3 separate regions of the Sus scrofa genome follow, and regions 1 and 3 are each linked to region 2. Evidence: chromatin contacts called from public Hi-C and HiChIP or PLAC-seq data. All regions are on one chromosome and are shown on one strand. The core of a region is the stretch at or near the end of the contact, and the rest is flanking DNA. Distances in the headings are between cores, read along the strand shown. Region 1 overlaps CREM (cAMP-responsive element modulator). Region 2 holds the start of CREM (cAMP-responsive element modulator). Region 3 overlaps CREM (cAMP-responsive element modulator).

Evidence for each region. Hi-C and Micro-C count contacts between places; a contact is called where the count stands out from the background. HiChIP or PLAC-seq counts read pairs in DNA pulled down with a chosen protein or histone mark.
Region 1: an H3K27ac HiChIP or PLAC-seq map of skeletal muscle shows a contact between it and region 2. The contact joins the enhancer-like site here to the promoter of CREM in region 2. A contact is called at or near these places in 2 of 5 promoter capture datasets (fetal liver and liver), 28 of 47 Hi-C or Micro-C datasets (adipocytes, adipose tissue, alveolar macrophages and 15 more) and 2 of 2 datasets of contacts at active chromatin or transcription factors (alveolar macrophages and skeletal muscle).
Region 3: a Hi-C map of liver shows a contact between it and region 2, with 2.2 times the contacts expected there. The contact joins the enhancer-like site here to the promoter of CREM in region 2. A contact is called at or near these places in 2 of 5 promoter capture datasets (fetal liver and liver), 23 of 47 Hi-C or Micro-C datasets (adipocytes, alveolar macrophages, blood and 11 more) and 2 of 2 datasets of contacts at active chromatin or transcription factors (alveolar macrophages and skeletal muscle).

What each region holds. Positions count from the first base shown.
Region 1 is chr10:57,890,224-57,893,944 of Sscrofa11.1, reverse strand. CREM (cAMP-responsive element modulator) reads right to left here. Exons shown (of 8, transcript XM_021064986.1): 7 at 2,688-2,844. Among named protein-coding and RNA genes, the nearest start is that of CREM, 63 kb to the right of the region's middle. Within about 2 kb of position 1,539, at least 11 of the 83 cell types and tissues checked have an H3K27ac peak or open chromatin away from gene starts, as enhancers often do. A contact at or near this core is called in fetal skeletal muscle and skeletal muscle, where this site is marked.
Region 2 is chr10:57,828,134-57,831,426 of Sscrofa11.1, reverse strand. It overlaps CREM (cAMP-responsive element modulator), which reads right to left and starts at 1,904. Exons shown (of 8, transcript XM_021064986.1): 1 at 1,557-1,904. CUL2 (cullin-2) reads left to right here and starts at 2,039. Exons shown (of 21, transcript XM_021064983.1): 1 at 2,039-2,618.
Region 3 is chr10:57,872,665-57,876,040 of Sscrofa11.1, reverse strand. All of the region lies in intron 5 of CREM (cAMP-responsive element modulator), which reads right to left. Among named protein-coding and RNA genes, the nearest start is that of CREM, 45 kb to the right of the region's middle. Within about 2 kb of position 1,565, at least 3 of the 83 cell types and tissues checked have an H3K27ac peak or open chromatin away from gene starts, as enhancers often do. A contact at or near this core is called in fetal liver and liver, where this site is marked.

The DNA.
Region 1 (3,721 bases), core at 290-2,789, 63 kb before region 2:
AGCTAGAAAACAATATGGATAACAATAAGCAAATCATGCACAGTTTCAAAAACCAGAACCGAAACAAAAGGGACTCTGCTTCTGACAACTACAGAAGGAAAGAAGGGAGGGTACAGAACACGGGGTCAGAAATTCAGACAATGGCAACCCGGGCACGTGGGACGCCACAGCAGAAATCAGGGAAAGGATGTTACGAGACACACATCCGCTAACCGATTCCTGGGATTTAAAGCATTGCAGATGCGCCCCAAGAAAGCCCAGACCAGCAGCCAAAGCAGCGCACACGAATAAACAGATGAGCCGAGTTAGTCATCTCCACGCATAACCCCGCCCAAACCAACAGATACAGACATTTGCTCTTGCTCCTTTTTTGGGGGGTGGGGTGGGTGAGAGGGGGGGTGGTAACTGCACGGTTTAACTCCTCTGTAGAATATACCCTCTGATAACAGCTTTATTTTGGAGTATACCCTTGACAATAACTGCCTTTGGGCTACTCATCACAGCAAAAAGCCTGCATTGCAATAGATAACTTAAACATACATCAACAAAGGTGTGCTGAATGCTCTAACTCTGAACCAGGAGGGACATGTGCACCACATCTGGCCCGTTCTGCTTTATTTTTAGGATAGCTCACCCTCACTAACAGCTGGTTATCAGTGTTTTCTCTGCAGAGGAGAGGTCTTGAAATCCCAATGAACTGCAGGAAAAGCTCAAGCCCTGCTTCCCAGCCGAGAACAATGCCGTCACCCTGTAAACTCACAAGGTTCTCCGACTTCTCCACCGGGGCTCAGAAAAATTGACAGTGTAAAAGTGAACCGAGTCTGATTTAAAAAGATGAACTCAATGTCAATGATGCGTGGGGCAAAGTCAAGAATAAATCCAAGTACACGTAAACATTTGTCAGTTTGGGAATGTAATTCAGCTCTTCTACAGAGGAACTAAAACACCGAAGGTTTCATGATGGAATCATTCTATTAAATTCTAGATCTGGAAGGAAGACAGTCTCTTTACACAACAGGTTAACCATTAAACAAAGTTTTAAATATTGAAGAGCAGTGTGGCGGGATGTCTAATTTTTAAAATCTTATTTACCAAGCTGTACTATTTACTGTAAATACCCAGACTCCATATTTCATGTGCCTGCCTGCAAGTCACGAGTCAAAATGCTCTAAGCACAGAGCTCTGGACGGTCACATTCCTAAGGAGGCCTGAGCGATGGAAAACACCTGTTTCTTCTATTAATAGTGAGCTCGGTCTTCAGGGCTTGCATGGGTCTGGATGCCTCCTTAGCATGGGGAGGAAATACACAGCAAAGTGGAAAAGCTGAGCAGGTTGGTAGAGAAATAAAGGCTGTTGCTGGGTCGGAGAAATACACTTCAGTATCTATTATGAATGCCAGCCAAATAATTTATTCCTTCCAAAAAGAGAACGCATGAGAGGTCTTTCACGTTAATGAATAAATCCAACACACTCTCTGGGAAGCTAAATCTGCAGCTGACCCCGCTGTGTCTCCAAGGTGACTCCTGTGTGGCACAGTGTGGCCTCTGGGTAAAGACGGCCTGCTTCTAGTTCCAGGCTCTGTCCAGTTTGGGCTGCGTGATCTTAATCAGCTTGTTACCTGACCTCTCTGAGCCTCAGTTCCTCCTCTGTGAAGTAAGGAGAATAACCAGACCTGTTCTCATGTGCAAGTCACGTGCAAGCTAAAGAAATGGAAGCCACAATCGCTGAAAACCGGCTCAACAGACACTGAGCGATCTAGTAGCCATTTATCATCTGCTTCTCTCTTGCTCTGCTCTGAAACTGAAATCTGGAAGCTAACATAGACCCTTCTCAGAATCCCATGCAGCTAGGGATTCTCTTAGCTATTTCTAGCCAATGAAATGTGTGAGAAAATGAGACAGGGAACCAGAAGTGTACGTGCCGTAGGAGGTGTCTCTCTCTCTGTGCCGGGGCTGCGGGTAATTTTATTTCTTCCTCTTGCTTTGTATTGGTACTCAGCCAGAATTTTTCAGACTAGATATGGAAAATTTTGTTTTTTTCTCAGTATAATAGAGAAAAAACAAAGTTACAAAACAGATAAAACTACATGTAATGGACATAGAAAAATCTAAACTCACCTCCAATTTATTCTGCTTAAAAGAAGCTAAAAAATTATACTTATCAGGAGTTCCCACTGTGGCTCAGTGGGTTAAGAATCCAATTGCAGTGACTGGGGTCTCTGCAGAGGTGCAGGTTTGATCCTGGCCGGGCCTAGGGAGTTAAAGGATCCAGCACTGCCATAAATATGGCCAGGATTCAATCCCTGGACTGGGAACTTCCATATACCACGAATGTGGCCATAAAATAAAATTTTAAAAAACTACACTTATCACCTACTTCACAAAGCAAATACCGAGTACAAAATGAATATTTGTAATAAAGTCCTTCCATTATCATTAAAAAAATTAATGTACCTTTTAGACATTAGCCTAAAATGTATAAGGATATACCTCCTGCTGATAAAGTAGTTTCATGGCTGAAACTCTGATTAGAAGACTACCAGCAGCACACACAAAGCACAAACCCACACAAAATGCCACAAAACACAAAACTTGGGAGAAATAGCTGAGGATAAGCAGTTTTTAAAAAGCCCCACGATAATAAATTATAACCCCTAAGTGGTTGCGGTTTCTCACGAAATGTCTTACCTGTTTTTCATTAGCCTCAGCTCTCGTTTGCGTGTTGCCTCCTCTGCTAGTTGCTGGGGGCTGTGCAGGCTTCCCGGAGAGGCAGCCATCACCACTCCCTGAGGCAAAGCAGTAGTCGGAGCTCGGATCTGATAAGTCGGCATGTCACCAGTGGCAGCTGCAATGAAATAAAATACCACAAGTTATTTAAACAATTTACCACTTGATATTTTATATAAAATTGATCTGGAAATAACATACTTCTTTTTACATGTCATAAGAGATGAGGTTGCTAATGTTTAAGATGATTATTCTGAACATTATAGAAATCTTAGGTATTAAAGATCCCTTCAGCATTTGGAACAACGATTCTCAGCATGCTTTACACATTTCATAAAAAAATGTCCTAATGCATTTTAGAAAGGTTTTTATCAAAGGCTAAAGTAGAGAGGCTTTTCAACCCTTAGTTCATTTAGCCTAATATCAGTGGTGGGCTGATAAATGTTTAACCACCAGCTCTCTAGGGGGAAAAAAGCCCTGGTCTGTAGTGTCTATGGATTCCCATGATGTAAATACTTTCACTATGGCCAATTTCAAGCTACCAGTGTGACTTCACTGAATGTAGAGTTGGAAAGACATAACACAGTAAGCAGCACACCATTCAGATAAAGTAGATGTAAATAACCTCAAGAATGTAAATGAAATTATTGGGAGGGTGGGTTTTATATATTTATTAATATTATTTTAATGTAATTTTTATTAATATATATATTTATTATATATATACATATATAGTTATTAATAATGGCTGTTTTTGCAACCCATTCATAAAAATCCTGAAAATTTAATAATTGACTTCAGCAAACTAGTACGAGCTGGCCCTAGAACACCACTGCAGACGTTTTGAATTAATCAGAACATCTCCGTCCTCTGAATATCCCAGTTAAGAGATTTGCCTGACCCTATATCATGCCTGAAGCAGTTCCTGAATGTCTTTGTATAAGTCTAAGTCTTATTAACAGATGACGACTGAGGAACTACAAGGAAAATACTAG
Region 2 (3,293 bases), core at 655-3,154:
CATCAATGGTTCAGCTGTTAAGTGTTTGCATTGTTCAGTTTTATTTTTAAAGCCTATCTAAATGCGACACAGCATTTAAGCACTTTCCAATAGATTATCCACTTCCACAATAAACCCGGCTTACTCTTCTGGCCCAATATTAACTTGTAGAGAATACCAGGTTGGAGAAAATAGTCAGGATCAGGAATACACGTCTATCCTGGTAAAGATTCACTCAGGTTTCCTTATGTATGTGACTAATGTGAAACGCTTCTACTTTTCATGAAATGGCCATAATTCTAAACATTAGTTTCATATTTGAATCATGCAATGATTCGCCTCGGTAGCAAACAAAAGCAGTCTACGGAGTCTGGAATTTGCTGAATTCACCACTTCATTAACCTTCTGAGATAATGCGAAGACAAAAAGACTAAAGAGCTCCTCTGTGTTTACACATTCAAAAAATTTTATTCACTCACTCTTACAAAATATGTACAGAAAACACACGTGTAATTACAGCTTCACACTCACCAAAACGACCCCAGGTGGACCAGCAAGTCACTGGGCAAAGCACGTGCTTACACTGAACTATTTACCGACGCACCAAAACTGTTGTGTCTTTACCAACACTTAACATGACAATGCGTTCAGTGTTTATACTCATCCAGGTTCAAAACCATTTAAATATCTTTTAAAAAGTTGTCTTTGGATCAATCAGCAGCTCTTTAAACATCAGTGTTTACTACTTAGCATTAGTTGGCCAAAACACATTTTTTGCAATTTGCCTTTCTTGGGGGAGAAAAAGTTCCGAAGTTAAAAAATTCAAAGACTGTGACTTATGAAGGGAAAGCAGCGTGTTATCCAAAAGGAGGATCAAGACTAGGAGAAAAATGTGGTGGTACCCCCAGGGAAAGACTACAGAGCACGAGTTATTAAAGTAATCTAACACGACCTTCACATCGGGGACCTCTGGCCCTGCGCATCTCGGTTAGTATTTTTTTCTAGGGAGGGCGGCTGCAGCCGGGCGAATTAGGCAGGAAAGGCAGAGGAGTTCGGAAACCACTGGTGTGAGCCTCCGGATACCGGGTGGGGACCGAGGCTGGTCCCGAGGGTCAGCATCGCTCAACCCAGGGCCGGCAGCGGCTTCCCGGGCCGTGCGGGGAGCGTGAGCGGCTCACACTCGGGACAGCTGGGAAGACGTCGGAGGAGGCGCGGCGCTCACAGCTCCGGCTCCGGGGATCGCGCCAGGCCGGCCGGTCCCGGCGCAAAGGGGGCGCGGGGGACGTGCGCCTTCCAGCAGCACCGCGACCGCATCCCGCTCGCTCGGTCTCCGGCCGCGAGGACCGGGAGGCGGCGACTGGGGCGAGCGAGGGGAGCGGAGGGAGCCGCCTGGCGGGCCCGCCCGCCCTGCGCGGCCTCCCCTCCCTCGGAGCAGGAGCGTTGGCCCCTCCGAAAGCGCCCGCCGGGTGCGCGGGGCAAACGGCGGGGACCGCCCGCGCTACCCGCCCCGCCCCCGCTCAGGCGCCAGCGCCTCCGCCTCAGGCTCCGCGGGCCCCGCCGGCCGGCGCTCCACTTACCCGCTGCGAAGCGATTTACGTAGCGGGCCTCGTCACTGCTTACGGACGCGAGGAGGTGGGACGAAGAGCCCCACCGGGACCGGCGCCGTCCCACGTCGCCCCACGTCAGCGCTGATGCTGCCGCTGCTGCCTCCCCGCCGAGCGCGACCCAACGCGGCCTCGCGTCGCCTGCCCGCCCGGCTCCGCGCCGCGCAGCGCCTGCCCCTTCCCCGGGGACGCCGGGGGAAATCCACGCTCGAACCCCGCCCCCTGCCGGCCACCGGCGGGAGTGCGGCGCAGACAATCCAACAATTGAATAGAACGGGGTGGGGAAGGGGAGGCATGAGAGGCGGGGCCTAGTGGGAGGCGGGGCATGGAGGTGAGCCAGAGCTTAGGGGCGGGGCCGGGAGGAGGAAGTAGGGTGGGTGGGGAGGAGGCCCAAGTTTGGGGCGTGGCCTAAGGCGCGGCCCGGAAGCCGGAAGCTGCTTCGCGGAGCCTGCTCCCGGAAGCCAATCAATTGGAGAGTAATCAAGGTTTTCCAGGCCTCTGTGTGTCGGTCACCTGTCCGGGCGAGCTCAGCCGCCAGCAGAGGCCCGCGAGAGCATCCTGTGGACCTCACCTCGATGTCGCCGGACGCGAGCCCCGGAGGCCCTACCCTCTGCCGCCTCCCCGGCGACCTAGTCTGCGCGGGGACACAGCGCTGTCCCTACCTGCGATGTGACGGAGGAGAGGAAAGCTGAATAGCTGAAGCCCAGGTCTGGAACAGAGGAGTTTCATTTTCGTTCACTTGGAACCCGGGGCTTTACAGTAGGAGAGACGGTCATCTTTTGTACACCCACTCTTAGGAGCAGGTCACACCGGGAACCTTCGTCAAGGACACTGCTTGAAAAGTTGCTGAGAAAAGAAAATAAAAGCATAATCCACGTAGCGCAGGAGGAAAAGGGAAGCTTTGTGAAATATTAGAATTCCAGTGGAGTTCTCCCAGTAGAGGAAAATTCTGAACTGTTCAATGCTAGATTATGGTCATCCCGAACTACTCTCAGCTGTAATGTGTACTAGCAGAGATAAGAGGATAAAAACCTGGTAAGTTCACGTCTTTCTTTCCCCATTGGCAGAATTCTGAAATTCCTCCTTCTAGAGCGATGGGCAATGCCTGTCTCCACTTCCTTATAAAAATTAGCTTCTTAATGAGGGACATTGCCAAATTAATTTTTTTAAGTTAAATTTAGAAGTTAACCAAATCTCTTTTGTGTGTGTTGACACAAAAAGAATGTCTCTAAGTAATCAATGTAGCTCATTTTAGCTCAGAAAAAAAGGAGTTATCGTAAAGAGAAGAAAAAAGTCTAGACTGCTAAAACCGAAAAATCCTAACTTTCCTTTTGGTCAAGGTTGACCATGTGCTGGAGGAACAGATTTTGAACTTCAAGTGATTTGGGGGAAATCGTAATCACTCAAAAACATTGTTCTTCCTTACCTACTTGTTTATTCTGAAATTTCCTTTACCAAAGTATACAGTCTTTATAGTTAGATTCCTTTAGACCAAGGGCTTAAAATGTAAGTATGGCTGCTACATCAACACACACTGTGATATAAATGTCATATCAAATCCTTGAGAGCAGGGGGAAGAGTACCTGCTCTTCTTGACAGAGTGACAGAGTACCTGGGATCTGAAGAGAGAAGGCAGGAAAGGTACATGGAGTTTCCTTTTGCTGCTATGACAAATTCCCGCAAATTTAGCGGCTTAAAACAGATGACTTA
Region 3 (3,376 bases), core at 316-2,815, 45 kb before region 2:
AAAACCCAAATTCAGTGTCTCGTGGACTGGATACTTACATCTTCCTAGACTAGATACTAAAAACATATTCAGTACATTTATAATCCCCAAATGAAGAATATTTTCTTAATTAAAAACTTCATGTTTCCAATTTCTTTTTCCCATTATGTTACCCTGAATTTAGCATTTCATTAAATCTAATAAAACCTGCTAAAAATTGAAAATTGTATAATTTAACTTGTTTAATATACTACAATATTTCTCCTCTAAACCTTTTAAAGTGCTCCCTCTCCCCCAACCAAAAAAATCTACCACCTGTATATTTCAGAAAACTATGAAATCACCACTAAATGGTGAGCTATCATAACCCACAGATATTCTAAATGCATTAGATGAATGACATATACCTTGAACCACCACCTGGCTGCCTGGGACAAAGAACTGCTGTGTGCCATCAGCTGACTGTGCTGCGTACTGTACAATTGTAGCACCTGGCGGAGGAGCTCCTGAATTTGTCATTGTTAATGCCTGCAGTCCCTGAACACCATCAGATCCTGGGTTAGAAATCTGGATTGTTCCACCTTGGGCTATAGCAACTTAACAGAAAAAGAAAAGAAATATTAGAGAATTTCAAGATTCATTTTTAATAATCCCACATTGGAAGAATATACTTTGGATCTATTTAATGACCAAAGCTTCTCACTCTCAAGTTACTCTTAGTTCTCTAGGCAGAATGGATAAAGATATCCTCCTTTCATTGGACAACACTCTGAAAAAGCTCAAAACACTTGAAAATACCTTATGTTTCAGAACTGCTCAAATACATAAAACTCATGGGATTTCCCATTGTGGCTCACCAGGTTAAGAAGCCGACTAGTATCCGTGAGGATGCAGGTTCGATCCCCGGCCTCACTCAGTGGGTTAAGGATATGGCATTGCTGCAAGTTTCGGTGTAGGTTGCAAATGCAGCTCAGATCCCACATTACTACAGCTGTGATATAGGCTGGCAGCTGCAGCTCTGATTTGACCCCTAGCCTGGGAATTTCCATATGCCGGCAGATGCAGCCCTAAAGTGAAAACAAACAAACCAAAAAAAAACCCCAAAAACTCATGGAGTTGTCCTTCTCCCTGGCATCCATCCAACTTAATTATTTACGAGGAAGAATGAAGATGTAGACAGGGAGAAAGTCCATTTTTAAAATTTTTCCATTCTTTCATCTATCTTTAGGTATAAACATTATTCTATTATTTAATAAATGGTCAGTTAGCTTCCATTGAGGATTATAACCATAATGAATTTGTACCTTCATTCAGCTACTTGTCTAATTTATCATCAAAAGAAAGTAGCTTTCAATGGAATACATATGTATATGATTAACATGTATGTTTCGAAGCTCAAGTCTACAAAACTGTAACCTTTATCATTTTGACTATGCCAGGAGAACTCTGAAATATAAAATATTAGGTTGGAAAGAACCCTAAAAGGTAACTGTATTGAAAGAATTTGTGCTACAGTATTGACCTCCACAAAATGTCTTGAATAGCTGTAGCTAATGGTAACAAATATTAGGTGGACTGCCTTTAAACACTGAGACTTGCCAGTCATGTTTAAAAGTTTATATATTAACAGAAAGTTTCAAAAGAATAATTGATCGAATGTTAATGTTTTAAAATTTCACTCTAATAGACAAATAGGTAGTGTGTTAAATGTCTGGGAGTTCTATATACTTTAACATAAAGTTATAGTATGTTTTAGTTTAAATACTAGAGATTAAGTGGAACCAAGGACTATTCCTAAAAAAAAAAAAAAACATATAAAATAGCTAACTAGACTTTACAATGGAGATAAAAATAACACATAATCAGAATAACACAACATCTATAAATCAATGTAAATGCCTTACAGGAATCGCGTAGTAGCGTCTAAAGTATATTCTGAATATTTCTGAGTCACTCCCTAACTTTGTAACAGTACTTAAGCAAAGGACCACTTAAGTGATGATCGAATAAACCTGTCACAACTATTGGAAAGAATAACAATAACAACAAATCTCCAGTTCTTTGACCTAAGGATCTGGGGTCATTACAGCAAGATGGGTTAACATTTTTAAAAGGATTTCAACACAGAGGCACCATCTGATTCTAGTTCGTTGGCAGGCTGCTATATGATTGACAGAAACTGAAGAATAAGTTACCAAATGTCAATAGCACAGCGGTTGAGAAACTCTGAGGTAATCCCACTTTGTCTGGCTCATCTTGAGCGTTATATTCTTTGCACACATTTTAAAAATAAGATTTCACCATGATTCTCTAAATATTTCAAGGGTCTCAGGACTCACCCCTTAATAATAAGAGGGTTTGAGAGAAATCTGAAGAAGAGGGGATATTGCTTCCTTGGATCTTCAAGGCTGGACATGAAGGAATTTCATGTTATCATATTATTTGAGTGCCTATCTTCAAGTCGAAAGTTTGATGTCACAGAAATAGTGCTTTAGAAAGACATAGGGAGTTCCTGTCCTGGCTCATCGGTTAACGAACCTGACTAGGATCCATGAGGATGCAGGTTCGATCCCTGGCCTCGATCAGTGGGTTCAGGATCCAGCGTCACTGTGAGCTGTGATGTAGGTTGCAGACTCGGCTAGGATCTGGTGTTGCTGTGGCTGTGGTGTAGGCCGGTGGCTACAGCTCCAATTGGACCCCTAGCCTGGGAACCTCCATATGCCACTGGTGCCGCCCTAAAAAGACAAAACAAATTAAAAAACTAAAAAAAACAGAAAGACATAGGCAGTGGAACCGCAATGTTAAGAAGCACAAAGCCTAGCAGATAGCAGGCACTCAGTAAATACAATGAATGCATGGCTAGCATTTCTTCAAGACGGAATATATAAAAACAACTTAAGCCGCATGTTAATCTAGAAGAGTTAAATGAAGAATGGTTTTAAACTATAAATTATTTTCCAGGGCACAGTCCTTGAGGTACTAGCCTGTTGTGTCCCCTCTTTTCCTGGCCACTAAGGCTACTTTTTCTGTTTCCTAAAACAAACAAAAAAACCCCAAACCTTAATTTTCCAATATTGACAACACAACTATCAAGTTTTTGGATTAGTTAAAAAAATCGGAGGGGAGAGTAGTTGCTTCTAGGGATAAGAACCATGAAATAAAGATCCCTTTTTTTTTTTTTCCAGTATTTCCCCATATTTCCAACCAAACATTTTTGCTTTTATACTCTGAAAAGCTGATATATCCAAGAATCTGTTCCTCTTATTATTTATTTATTTGTCTTCTTTTAAGGGCTGTACCTGCGGCATACGGAAGTTCCCAGGCCAGGGGTGGAATCGGATCTGGAGCTGCTGGCCTATGCCGCAGCCACAGCAATGTCAGGTTCATTACTTCTGAG